Regions from separate parts of the Anser cygnoides genome. Here region 1 is linked to region 2. The links are chromatin contacts, called in public Hi-C maps. All regions are on one chromosome and are shown on one strand. The core of a region is the stretch at or near the end of the contact, and the rest is flanking DNA. Distances in the headings are between cores, read along the strand shown.

What was found. A called contact is a pair of places that touch in the nucleus more often than the background predicts.
Region 1: a contact with region 2 is called in a Hi-C map of liver, with 1.8 times the contacts expected there. The contact joins two enhancer-like sites. A contact is called at or near these places in 2 of 7 Hi-C or Micro-C datasets (both in liver).

The regions. Positions count from the first base shown.
Region 1 is chr6:13,029,415-13,032,114 of Taihu_goose_T2T_genome, reverse strand. No RefSeq gene overlaps it. Among named protein-coding and RNA genes, the nearest start is that of NDUFA10, 52 kb to the left of the region's middle. Within about 2 kb of position 1,409, at least 2 of the 3 cell types and tissues checked have open chromatin away from gene starts, as enhancers often do. A contact at or near this core is called in liver, where this site is marked.
Region 2 is chr6:12,844,439-12,847,138 of Taihu_goose_T2T_genome, reverse strand. The region is part of intron 2 of HDAC4 (histone deacetylase 4); the gene reads left to right. Among named protein-coding and RNA genes, the nearest start is that of HDAC4, 49 kb to the left of the region's middle. Within about 2 kb of position 1,353, at least 1 of the 3 cell types and tissues checked has open chromatin away from gene starts, as enhancers often do. A contact at or near this core is called in liver, where this site is marked.

The DNA.
Region 1 (2,700 bases), core at 160-2,659, 180 kb before region 2:
TAGACATGTTTTTCATCTTCTGTTCAGAAGGAGCTGCCTGCTGCTGGGGTCATTGCAGGGAACCAGGAGAGAAGAGATCTCTGCAGATTATCAACACCTGTTAGGGCATTTTTTGGGGTGTCGGCTGAGGCCGTCTGCCTTACCCGTGGTAGGACGGGGTGGGAGTGAGGTGTGCAGATGGAGCCCACGTTAGCCGCCGTTTGGACTTGGGGCCTGTGTTGCGTGTGGTAGGACCGTGGCCAAAGCGTGACACGGCTTCCTCTTCGCTCCGGCCCCGATGCGCTCAGCCCGCTGCGTTGTGCAACGCTCCCCAGGAGGCCAGGTCCATCCTGCCAGCCCCAGCGGTGCTGCTGCAAGTCACAGAACCACACAGTATCCGAGTGGGAAGGCACCCACGAGGATCACAGAATCCGACTCCTGGGTCCCCCAAGGACCACCAAAAAAAAAAACCAACGTACCAGTATGCATCTTGGAGAGAGGTAGCTCCCGAATCCTGCGGGCAGCCACAAATCCTGCTGCCAGCCCCGTGGAGAGCCCCGTGCCACGCAGGCTGGTGGGGCTGGGGCTCCTCCTGCAAAACCTTCCAGCTCTGCCCGGCTGGCACAGCCGCACCATCCCCGCCCGGCTGCGCTCGTTGCACCCACGCCAGGTCCCTGCGGGGTGGCTTCCCCGTGGTGCCTGCGTGCACGCAGCACTTTGGCAAGGAGGCTCGTGTAGCTGGACACCGCATCCGCTCCCTCAAAGAGCTTAATGTTAAACATGCTCTGCTGGCAGGAGCGTTTACGAGCCATGGAGGCAGCGAGGGGAAAATGACTTTGATACCCAATAAAGCTTTTTCCTGCCTGTTCAGATCTGGGTTGCGATACCGCTGGGTCGCAAGGGGTCACCTCACGCCGGTGTGTCCTGGCACAGCTCTGAGCACACAACAACCCGTTCACCTCCTCCCTGTCCTCTTTGCTTTGTGCCTCCTGCACCGTTTTATGTGCAGGGGACGTCCTGACCAGTGACTACTAAACAAAGGTCTCGGCCGGCGCAGCGCAACTGGGTGAGCACCTCCACCTCGTGCAAAGCCTCCGGTGTACCCATGGTGCTGGTTTCCCGTCGGATGCACGGGGCTTTCCCAGCACACCCCATTAGGTGGCAATGCAGCCTGCTGCTCCGCGCGGCGCCTGGGGATGGAGGCAGCCAGCACGGGCCCGGGCCCGGGGGCTGCAGGCTGCAGGGGGCTCTGAGCACACTTCTGCTGTGCTGAGAACTCGGCTTCTGCTGCCCACGCCGTGAGCAAGCCTGGGATTTCCCATCCTCCCGGCTTTGAGGCGCCCCGTGGTGGCCTTTGGGTCAGCCCTGTCCCTTGCGTGGGGTGCAGGGCTGCTCTTGCAAGCGGGGGACTTCCCGGGCCAGCCAGCAGCGTTACTCCGGGGCCACACCGAGCAGCATCACCTCTGGGAGCGCCCGTGCGGTGGTGGCACGGGAATGCCGGGGTCTGAGACGGGCTGAGACCAGAGCGTGGGCTGGGGGCTGCAGGGGGTCCTCCCCAGGGAAAGCAGGAGGGACACCGGTGCTCCAAGCAGCCCGGCCACCGCCCCTGGGGCTGCAGCACCTGCTCTGCCTCCCCTTCTCCCAGGCTGTGTGGGTCGAGCACCCCATTGCCCCGCCGCCCCCGAGTCCAGCTGGGCGTTATCTGGCGATCAGAAAGCGCTCAGGTCTGGATCGCAAACACAGCAGCGTTTCGCCGCAGCCCGGCCAAGGGGAGCTAAGTAATATTAAAGCGTGATATTTCGTTGCCGTGTAATTAGCTTCAGCTGCTTTCGAGTTGAAGCAAATTACGCTCAAAGACCGTTTTTTGTACCGGGGAGAACTTTGAACTGCGTTAGCAGCCCCTTTGTAGCCTGGGAGGGAGCAGCCCAGGCGGAGCAGGGAGGCTGCTCCTGTCTGCGGCGGGAGCTCCGTGTGTGGTTTCAGACGAGATAGCGTGGCCCCAACCAGCCCCGTTCGGGTGCGCCCGCTGCGGTGCCCAGCCTCCCCTGCAAACAAAGACAGAGGTTGTTCACCCTGACTGTAATTAACCCTGAAAGGGAGAGCCCCGGGCGTGGGGAAACCACCGCGGCACCCCAGGAGAGCCTGCAGTCCCCCCACCGGTGCCTTCTCCACTCGGATGCATCCCAGGGTGCCCCCGAGATGTTCAGATGGTGGCTGGGAAAGCCTCGCCGCTCGACCTGCTGCGGCCGGAGGGGACATGCCCCGTGCCACATGTCCCCTGCGGGACGGGTGGTCCTGCGGTGGGCACCTCCTGCCCCTCGCACCGTGCAGCGCGTGGCACAGACCCGATAGCTCGTGGCTGAGCTGCTGCTGGGTTTGCAGGCAGAAGGTCTGCCTGGGCTGGTGGTGCCAAGCCCTGTGCAGGAGAACCCTCCCCGTCCTGGAGAAGCTGCTCTGGGAGAGCAGGAGGACTCCAGCAGCTCGTCTGCGATGCCTCAACTGGGGGCGGCTTAATTGTCTTTGATAAATTCATGAGATCATAAAAACAAATGAAGATGGGAAGCACTTGTGCGAAGCCCTGGTTGCCGGTGGGATGCAAGACAGATGCGTTTGGACCAGGCACGAGTGGATGGAGCCCAGCATCCAGGGGTGCTGCAGGGGCCCCGCGCTGGCCAAACAAACGCAGTCAGAAGACCCGCAGAGCAAACCTCCCGTCCTGCA
Region 2 (2,700 bases), core at 104-2,603:
ACTGCATGGCTTGAGCTTCAGCTCGAGTTGGGTCTGTACCAAGCATGTCGGGTATGGAGCATGGTGAACATCAGCAAAGGAGATCGGATGGGATGGACGCAACAAAATTGGATCATTTCCTCCTTGAACTTGAATCTGATCTGAATATTTAGATTCAAACTTTAGATACTAATTTGCAGGCTGTTCTCTCCTGTTCTTTGGCTAGTGGTCTCCTGCTGTTGTCTCCGGGAAGGAATCCCTGGGGGAGCCTTCATGTTATAGCGTATTCCTCTAAACCAGAGATTTAACTACTGCGAAGAGACTTTTCTGTACGACTCGCTGCCTTTGTGAACAGAGAACATCTTCGGGGGCCACTGCGGCGAGCATCTTGGTGGGTTCGCTGTCGAGGCCATCCATGCAGCTCTCTTATACAGCAGGCTCCTTGCTGGATGTCACGTCACTGCTCTCTGAGGCCAGCAGGCTGGGGACGTCTCCTGCCTTGTCCTGCGAACGCTGCTGCTTGCTTCGCACTGCCTAGTGCGGTATTGAAACCGGAGCCTGCGATAACAGTGCTTAAAACCGTAGAAATACGCGACAGCCACGTAAGCCCGAGAGTGCTGGTAGAAGGAAATGACCTTTTCTTTCCTTTTTTCTAACGTGAGTCAGTGGAGTGTTTACAAGGAGGAGTCTTTGAAAAGGAAAACAAGTCAATCCAGTAGCTGCTGGGCTTGATTTCTGTGCTGCGGCTCTGTCGTATTGGTTGTGACCAGGCTCTGTGACCTTAATTCTGAGCCAAGGGAACCTGATTGTGCAGAGTGTGTTTTCTGGGGACAAAAATACTAGCAATAGCTGGTCACATGTCGCCAGGAGCTCGTACTATAAAAACAGCACTACTGTGGAAAGCGACCTTCAGAATGGCTGCGAATGTTCGCGGTGTTATTTTTAACCTGTCTGGGTAAATTTCCAATACAAATGCTAGTGCCAATCTGATGTGTACGCTTTCCCAAATCCTTATCTGCTGCTTTCTAGTGCGGTGACGCATCAGATGGAACAGCCCGTTTCAGGGCTGGGTTCTCAGTTTTGTGTCTCCGGTACCAGAGAGAAGGAAATACTTCAGCCCTGTGTTACTGGTGCGTAGGGTTGTAGGAGGCTTTTTTCTTAAAGACTCGTTTTAATGATTTTTATTTTAAATGCTTTAACTAGGGTTTAAAAATAGATGAAGGCTGTACTTTGATTAGGTTGCTGGCACTGACGTCAACATGTGACATTTATCTGTGTACGGATTTGTCGTGCTGTTGACTAAGACTTTATTTACACAATTGAGGATATTTCTGTCCACTGCGAGGGGAATGAGGAACATCTCGGCTCAGATTGTGTCCTTGCCCTTAGTATTCCTGAAGCTTGGCCTTCTCTCTTACCACTTGATTTCCACTAGGATGGCAGCAGATTTTTTTTTTTTTTACACAGAATATCTTTTATTTCTTTAATTCATTTATATCAAATAAATGACTGATCTGTGAATACCACTGCAGCGTTCTGGGGGCAGATGTGCATGCACTTAAGACTAAATGGACAGTGCTGTCTTAATGCAATTGTTCTATTTTTATTTCTCTTCCTGGTTTCTTCACCGTTCTGTGATTAAAAAGGCAGCTTGTTGGTACTGTGATCCCTTTTGAAATACTTTTGACCAGAGGGTGGGGAAAGAATAGGGAGACGGGTAGGCTCTTGAGCGCATGAGGAGGTGGAATGAGCATTTGGATGCTTCCTTCTCGCATCCTCATTTTACCTCCTGAGCAGCCTAGAAGAATCTCGCCGATGAGCTCCATACACAGTCCTTCTAGCAAAGTGAGGTTTTCTTTTTCTTCATGGTTTTTGCTTTGGAGTTGCTTTTGTTTGTTTTGCAAATATAAAAACCTCTCTAAGAAATTCTGAGTAATTTTCCCCCATGGCTCATTTTAAATCAAAAACCTTTTGAAAGATCTAACTTTTACTGTGCCATTTGAAGTAAGAGGAGTTCAACTCAGTTCCTGGTCCTGTTTTTACTTACTGGTTTGGGATTTTTGCGTGCAATTATGCAAGCAGGAGTAACTCATGGAGAAGAGGTATTAAAGCTACAGTGAAAATGATGCCGTTCCATAAAATCAAACTGTCTGGACCTAGAGCCCTTAAATACATTACTTGGTCAACACTAAAGCTCCAAGATTTCATACTATGTACCCTAAATGTGGACTGAAAGATGCTTAAAATCTTACGGCATTAAGAAAGAACCTAGCCCACAGTGCTGACCTGTACATGCAGCATGGCCGATAGGCTGCTGCATTGCAAAGGCGTTTTTTGGTTTCTTAATCATGCAAAGCGTAGCACAGCCAAGCACCAGTGTGGTTTAAACAAAGTGCTGGACGGGTTCATGTGCAGCAGGAGTGTAAAATCTACTGGGGCTGTGTTGGTGAGCATACTCATGGGAGCGATTTTGAGATTTTTCTTCAAAAAACAGTTTGTGTCTAAACAACGACAAAAAACTCATGCATCAAAACACTCTACCTCCAACCACAAAGTCGTGTTTTCAGACAAGTTGTAAATGACTTGCATTGAGCAAGGTGAAGGAAGTCCACTTTGGAACTGGTATGCCTTTCAGCCTCAGACTGGTCTTGTACTTCAGTCAACCTTTGTGGAAAAGTTTTAAGCTTCTGCTGGAAATGTTAAAGCTTCTGGTATTGTAAT